Regions from separate parts of the Mus musculus genome. Here region 2 is linked to region 1. A link is a contact called in public promoter capture Hi-C data. All regions are on one chromosome and are shown on one strand. Each heading gives the region's core, a stretch centred on a gene start, on an enhancer-like site or on the middle of the called end of the contact. The rest is flanking DNA. Distances are from core to core; before and after follow the strand shown. Region 1 holds the start of Shc3 (src homology 2 domain-containing transforming protein C3). Region 2 holds the start of Msx2 (msh homeobox 2).

Region 1 (3,759 bases), core at 448-2,947:
AGCGTGACTCACTCTGAGGAGACCCTTCTCAACAAAGGCTCGGTGAGCTCCGCAAATCACTTCCTGTAGCAAAAAGAGAGAGAAGAAAACGACATCCACCCGCTGACAGCAACTACAGCCAATCAGTTCTCAAATTTCCTTTTTCTACCTTCGCAGATATTTCCTTCCAGTCTTTGCCTTTTCACCTACCCCCTCCCCATCCCGCATCTGTGCCAAAGGTAAATCCAGTCCCGTCAAATGATCTCTTGAACTTTCCGCAACCCATTATTCCGTGCAATGGCTTGCTCTTCCCTTGCTCAGCTCATGTGGATGAAGCCCAGAAGTGTCTGACAGGGATGCGTTCAAATGTGACGAAGGCTTTTAAAGAAGTCTTCAAGGCGAATCCTGATGAATCCTGATTTTGGAAAGTAGCAAGAATTTTAAGTAGGAAAAAAAAAAAGAGGGGGGACCCTTCACCAGCAGATGAATATTTAAGAAAGAAAGAAAAAAACCTGTCAGTTTCCTGTGGTTTGCTTTTCTTGTTCAGATCAGCAGAGCAGCCATGTATCTGTGGCGGTGCAATTCCTGTACCAATTCACGAAAAAAAAAAAAAATCAGCACAGAAATTTCTTCTCAGTACAGCTCAGAGGGGGTCTTCCCTAATAATTTACAGCAGTCAGCAGCCGTACTCAGCTAGGGTTCAGTTGAAAAATCTACTTCAAAAAAAAACCTGCATCTCTGCTGAGCGGCAACAGGCTCCAGAAATCCATGCCAAAAAAAGAGAGAGAGAGAGAAAGAGGGCCGCGTTTTGAGTTTTATTCCAAGTGAATGTGTTTCAGCCCTGGAAGCATGCCTTAGTAGCATTACCAATCCGTTTCAATGTCCCTTCAGTTGCTGCTTGCAGCCCTGCAGTCAGGCAGGAAAAAAAATGCGGCTGCTCTAACTGTCCATCAAATCCACAGCAAGAATGGCCTCTTCCTTGCGAGTCGGGCCCAGGCTTGCAGTGACACGCACAGGCCTTCTTCCTGACGCTTGGGAGAATAGGACATCGACAGCCTCCCCGAGGGTCTGACCAAGATTCTGAGACCCACTGAGCCCTTCCTCGGTGGCCTCTACCAGGTGGCCTCATGTGTTAAGACAGATAACCTGCACCACCGAGAAGTCAATCGCTGTCAAAGTTTCCTGGTAACTTCTGTGCAAGCGAATGCATTTGCCTTCTAGCACACTAGCAGGTCACCCTGAGTCTTCTCACGCCCAGGGCTGATCTCGGGAGGCAGTGCGGTTCCCAGGCTTTCTGGGAGCCCCAGGAAGGGAGTTTAGGGAGAGCCACCCGTGGCGGCCGTGCAAGTGAGGCCGGTTCCAGAGGACGAAAAAGCGCAGAGCCGCCAGGCCCGCCCTGGCGCAGCAAACACGTCCCCACCGCTCTCCAACCGCGCGGCAGCCCTAGCTGAACAGCCACCCCGCACTCTCTTTTCTCCCTTCCTCTAGCTCGCATAGCAACAGCAGATGCGCACCCCACGGACGATTTCGATGGTGATTGGAGTCCCCCTCCAATCTGAAGCAAGTCAGCCCCACCATTCCCAAACCGTGGTCTTCTTCATTAGAAGCAGACAAAAAGAAAAAAAGAAAAAGGAAAAAAAAAAAAAACAGACCGAATGTGAATGAGATGCTGTTTGTGTGAATGAAAGGGCCGGCGAGCGAGCCAGCGTTTCTGTGAATGGAGCGGGTCCTTGCAGCCGGTGCCAGGCAATCCCCTGGGCTCAGGCGGCTTCAGCCAATGAGAGGCTGAGCCGATGACTCATTCAACAAAGGCTCGCTCAATAGTGGAAGATTCCATTTCAATCAAGGGCGGGATCTTTTATCCAACAGCAGTGTGGGAAAAAAAAAGAGAAAGAAAAAAAAAAAAATAACACCACCCAGATTGATTACAAAAATTCTGGGAGGAAGAAACAAGCCGGTATAGAGAGATGGGGAAAATTAGTTTTATAAGGGTGTTGGAGACTATCGGGTCAGTTCCGGGTGAAGCAGGACCACTCTCTGGGAGGTGAGCTGTACCCAAACTTTCATTCACTGGTTCTTCTACCTCACAGAGCAGCCATGAATGTACCAGCTTTTATTATGAATGCACACAGAAGACCCAGTCAAAGGCTAGCCTCTTCCCCATGAAGTCTTTCCTAATAAAGGAATAAAGAAGACCTATGCAAGCTAAGTCTCCAGAGCAGCGGAGGGGATCCCAAAGCTACATCATTTAACCCTTTAGCCAACAAGGAGACTTTGGATTCTATTATGAGGCCAACGGAGGGAGCCGACTGAGAAAATATGAATGGCGGTGTAAATTTACATACAACAATTAGACTCGTTGGTGTTAGACGTTAATATACCAAGAATATCATATAGTACAGCTAGAGCTGCTGTTAGCTGGAAAGTGATACGAATATTTTGGTGTACAGGAAAAAAGAAAATAAATTAAAGAGCCCAAATGCGTCAGATGGAATTCCACAGCCCCTGCAGGGGAACTCTGCTCACGTGCCTGTCCCAGGAGAGCCCTTTGTTCGCCCTAGGGAGCCTGGCTGTCGCTTATTTTAGGCATGATCCCCCAAAGCCCAAGCTCTGGGCTGTCAACTCGAAACAAACTGGCACCAGTGAGAACGAGGATAGATAATTCTAGATGCCATGTTCAAAGTCTGCGCTATGCTGTGACTATCACGTGTTCACTGGATGCTTATGTTGAAGTCTAATCCTGGCCACCTTTCTTTCAAAAGGTGAAAGCTTAGTCTGTGTCATTTAGGGGAGGGGCTTCTGGGACAGGACTGGGATTAGGTCATCAGAGTAGAGGAGCAATAGCCCAGTCTGTAAAATGCTTTATCTTGCAAGCAAGAGGACCTGAATTCAATCCTCAAAAACTCAACATTTAAAAAAACAAAACCAAAAATACTAACAGACAAACAAATAAATGGGCTGACGACCCAGTGTTACACAGCCAGCCAGCCCAACCCCTCAGCAAGTTTTAAGCCAAGAAGAGACCTTATTTCAAACAAACAAGATGGGGTCAGCAAGATTGCTATCAACCTTGATGATTGGAATTTAGTCCCCAGGAGCCACACAGTGGAGATGATGTTGTCCTCTGACCCCCTACACATGTGCTCTAACATGCATCTAATGAAAAGCTATTTTTAAAGAAAACATGGCTGTCATCCAAGAAATGAGAGTGGAGGCCATACTCTGTCCTCCACATGCAGGTATGGCACACTTCCACACAAGCACACACAAGGATGCACCTGCACACATATAACCACATAGAAGTAGAGAGTCTGAACACACACACTCGTGTGTGCACACAGGCATACGTGTTCCCAGTCTCTCACCGTCTTAAGCCCTGAGCCACCTCAGACTCTGCTAGCAAGAATCCCAAGAATTTGGTCTCTCAGCTGTACCAGACTAAGGAGCAGAGGTAAATTATCTTTATTCATAACTCACTTAGTTTATTGGACTGTGTTATTAACCAGAGATATGGATGGAAATCCTATAACAATGCCAAGAAAGTGCCTTGCCTGGGCAGCTGACATTGAGAACTGCTCACCCCTGACCACCTGTAGCCAGGCATCTTCCACTGAGAGGAGTGCAAGGCAAAGTCCACATTTCCTACCTGGAGGATTCACCTGAGTCAAGTCCTGTTCATCAGAGTGGAGAGTCTAATCAGGTGAGGAAGGGAATAAGTGCATGGGAGTGGCCAGCTTAGGGTTAGGAGCCTTCTGTGTAGAGGCATCAAGTGCAGAGGTT
Region 2 (3,759 bases), core at 897-3,396, 1.9 Mb after region 1:
AGGCCTAGGAATACAGGCACTCCAAATTTGTTAAACAAGTTAAGACTCTTCATGTTTCTGAACCTCCATTTCGCTGACAATAAAATGGATAACTACTACTTATCCCTCGGGTGGCTTAGAGAGCTACATGTTGGAGTGCCCAGAGCCCCACTTGGGGGGTAATGAGCAAATCAATGTGCCCAAGAGCTTTTTTTTCCATGGGCCCAAACTGCTGATCCCTCTGAACTCTGCTGTGAAACGGCCTCTTCTGTTAACAAGAGGCTCTCGGCTGCCGCACAAAGGAGATCAGATAAGATAATGTATTGAAAAGCACTGTGCAAACTGGAGTTTAAATTCTTTAAGTCCTTAATCTCTGCACCCTTTCAGCCTTTCAGAATTTCCAGCAGGGTGGAGAGAGACAGCCAGAGGGGACAGCCACTGACGCCTGGGTATATGGTCTTGTTTTGTTCACAAAATACTTTGCATCTCTAGTCCAGAGGGCCGGGCTGAAAGGTAGAAAGGAAGACAAGTTCTCCCCCAGCTGAGCTGGGAAAGTCCCTCCACAATCCCTCTCCCTCTTTCTCAACTTTCCCAAAGTTTGATGGGGGGGGGGGCAGGAAAAAAGGCAACAGAAGAGATAAACCTCAAAGGCCAAGAGATAAAACTAAAAACAAAGTTTCAGGAATGGACCCCAAAGGGATGCTAAGTCTGGAAAGGAAGTCGGCACAGCCTCCCTGGAGGAAGTGGGGTGCAGTGAAAATAGCAATATGGCCATCACCCTCAAAAGAGGGGGCAGAGAGCATGGACACCAGACCCCCATGCCCATTGCAAGTATGAATGGTAACCTGGACCAAGCAAGAGCAATCCTCTAAGCACTAGCCACCAAGTCTGAAGGGGTAGCCACAGGTGGCATGCCTCTGCCTGTACTTTGAGGTTCTAGCAAGCAGCCAAATCTGGCGAACTTGTGGCCACCTCACTGTACATTCTCAAGTTCTGAAGGAATGCTGTTAATTATTACTGTGAACCCAGGAGAGCCCACGAGGGTCTGGCCCAAACTAGCTCCCTGCAACACGCAGAACCTAACCAACAACGGACTAGAATACAAGAAGCTTCCTTTCCGAATCAGTCTCTGCCTGCCACCTTCCCTTCATAGGATGGACACTGGAGTTCGAAGACTACCAAGTATGTCTGCTCCATGTCTGGTTAACTTCCAGTTGTCTAGTCTTTATAGTGGGGTGAACTTCATGGGGCTGCCTGTATATTTTGAAGGCCAGCAAAACCACATTTCAATACTCATTTAAAGTGGATCCCAGCCCGGTGTGGTGGTGCACACCAGTTATTCTAGTACTTAGGTGGTGGAGTAAGATGACGAGTTCAAGACCATCCTGAGCTGCATACCAGCACGGGCCACAGGAGACCCTGACTCAACAAAACAAAACAGCGACTCTCCCCTATTTCCCGGGCAGGTACACAAATATGAAGTTTTCGGAGCAGGGGGCTAAGGACTGCAGAAATCAACAACTTGGTTTGGTTTTCAAATGCCAGCCAGCGCTCAGGTACTGCAGATTCCTCGAAGCTAGGGATTCTGGGATGCGGACCGCCCGCTGAACTGGGGTACCAGGGGGGTCAAGAGCATCATCCTGTTAACACCCGTTCCCCAGCCCCTCTGGGACCCCTCGCGCTGGTCCAGCCCGGATCCCGTCCCAGACGCGCACTCACTGGGCGGCGGGGAGTATCTGCCGGGCTCCTGTATCCACGGTGCTCCGTCTTCGGAATTTTCCGACTTGACCGAGGCGGTCTCGAAGGGCTTGACGAGAGGCCCGGGACTGTGAGCGTCCCGGACGCCGTGTCCCGGCAGCAGCAGCGGCCGCAGGACAGCGCCAGCCGAGGCGCAGTCGGGTGGCACCGCGGGCGATTCCTTGGGCGGCTTCTTGTCGGACATGAGCGCCTCCACGCTGAAGGGCAGGCTGGAGACCTTGACCCTGCGTTCCTCTGCGCTGCCCTCGGCTCCTCCAGGCCCGGGACCCGGGCCGGCCAGTACCGCGGGGCCCTCCTCATCCGACGAAAACAAGTCACCGCCTTTAGTCGGAGAAGCCATGACTTTCTGCGCCGCGTAGCTGTCGGCGCGCGACTCCGCTGGCAACTCTCAAGCGAAGACTCCAACTTTTGGGGGGGGAGCCGGCAGGGGCGCGCTGGGAGCCCAGCCTGTCCTCCGAGGGGAAGTGGGAGACTCGGCTCAACCAACTGGCGACGGCCCTGCTCCTGACGCCACGGACGCTCGCCACCGATTGGCTCTCCCTGGAGAGGCTTGGGGCCCTTCCCCCGCCCCGTTTGAAATAAATTAGGAGTTAATTACAGGAGCAGTCAGCAGAGTTGTTATTAGGCGATCCCTCAAGGGTTATAATCGCCCAAACTGAAAAGTCTAAGGCGTAATTAAAGCCGATTGTTTAAAGAGGAAGCTTGCCGAGTCTCATTTCTTGTCTTTTAACCCCTCTTTAAAGTGTTTCTGGTGCCGATCCCACACGCTCCCGCCTGAGAATGTTGGAAATCTGCGGAGGGCATGGAACATTTATAAAGCTCCCACTATGAGCTCAAACTAGTGTATCTTTGTAACTATAATGGAAAACAATAGCAGCATCTTTACTAATAGAAATAGTTTAGGCATGGTCCTTAGTTGTCTTATCTTTGGAGAGTGTTCCAAGACATTAGCTGTAACTCATTCCTTAAGAAAAGGGACAAAGATGAGAAAGGCTGAGAGGTGGTCAAGGGATATTCAACTAATCTCTACCCTTTCTCCCTTTTTTTTTCCTTTAAAACAGACTCTTGCTCTCCAGCTCTGGCTAGCTTAGAAGTCGCTCCCTATCTTACCCAAGATGGTCCTGAACTTGCTACCCCACTGGCTTCGTCCCTGGTGTTGAGAGTGTAGGTGTGCACCAGCAGACCCAGCGCCCATTGGTTCCTGGCAGCTAATTTACACAAATGATCTCCATTTCATACTCTGTCCAAACAGGACAAGTTTTAGAAACTGTCAATGGGGATATTTTCTCACCCCTTGAGTCTCCTCTCTAGGCCCGTGCAAAAGTGTGCTCATGAGGTTTTTTTTTTTTTTTTTTTTTTTTGAGTTTGTGTTTGTCATTGGAGTTCAGGTGTCAGGATAGCATCTGCCTTGGGAGGTGATGGGCAGGGGAGAAGGGTATTTGTGACATTTAGTGTCTTTATTCTCTCTGCAAATAACAGGGTTCGACTTTGCAAACCCAAAGCCTGAATATCTTTGGGGAAAGCTCATCTCACCTGACTTTGAAATTTTAAGCAGCATACCTATCAGGATCCCACCCTAAAGCACACTCTCTATCTAACTGCAGCCCCAAAGCATCAGTGACCAACTGTATCAATGCATGGAAGAAGAGAGTTTTGAGACAGAGGCCTGAAATAATTCTGCACCTCCCTTGCCCGCAAGCCAGCAGGAGCAGAAAGATCGCTGCAAACAACCCATTTCAGGCTGCAGAAGCTTTTTCATAGATCCAAAAACCCATCCGGACTGGTGGGGGAAAGAAGAGCCTGCTAAGCGCTGGTCCCAAACAGCAAATGCTCCCTAAATACTCCCTCCAGCACCAAAGGGGAGGACCATTGCTCCAAGTTGCTTTCAATGACCAGAGCTTAGCAGGTACCCCAGTTTAGAAGACTTAGAAACTTGACTGCCTAGACCTCCAGATCCTTCCAGCTTACCTCTCTGAAACAGGGACCTTTGCCTCAAACATTTACCCAGAGTGAAATCTCGCT

The links. Promoter capture Hi-C pulls out the DNA fragments that hold promoters and counts their contacts.
Region 2: a contact with region 1 is called in a promoter capture Hi-C map of embryonic stem cells, with 5 times the contacts expected there. The contact joins the promoter of Msx2 here to the promoter of Shc3 in region 1. A contact is called at or near these places in 3 of 39 promoter capture datasets (embryonic stem cells, liver and pre-B cells) and 1 of 115 datasets of contacts at active chromatin or transcription factors (embryonic stem cells).

The regions. Positions count from the first base shown.
Region 1 is chr13:51,567,754-51,571,512 of GRCm38.p6, forward strand. Shc3 (src homology 2 domain-containing transforming protein C3) reads right to left here and starts at 1,698. Exons shown (of 12, transcript NM_009167.5): 1 at 1-1,698.
Region 2 is chr13:53,470,634-53,474,392 of GRCm38.p6, forward strand. Msx2 (msh homeobox 2) reads right to left here and starts at 2,147. Exons shown (of 2, transcript NM_013601.2): 1 at 1,699-2,147. The coding sequence starts at 2,077. Gm33763 (a long non-coding RNA gene) reads left to right here. Exons shown (of 4, transcript XR_873406.2): 2 at 3,342-3,759.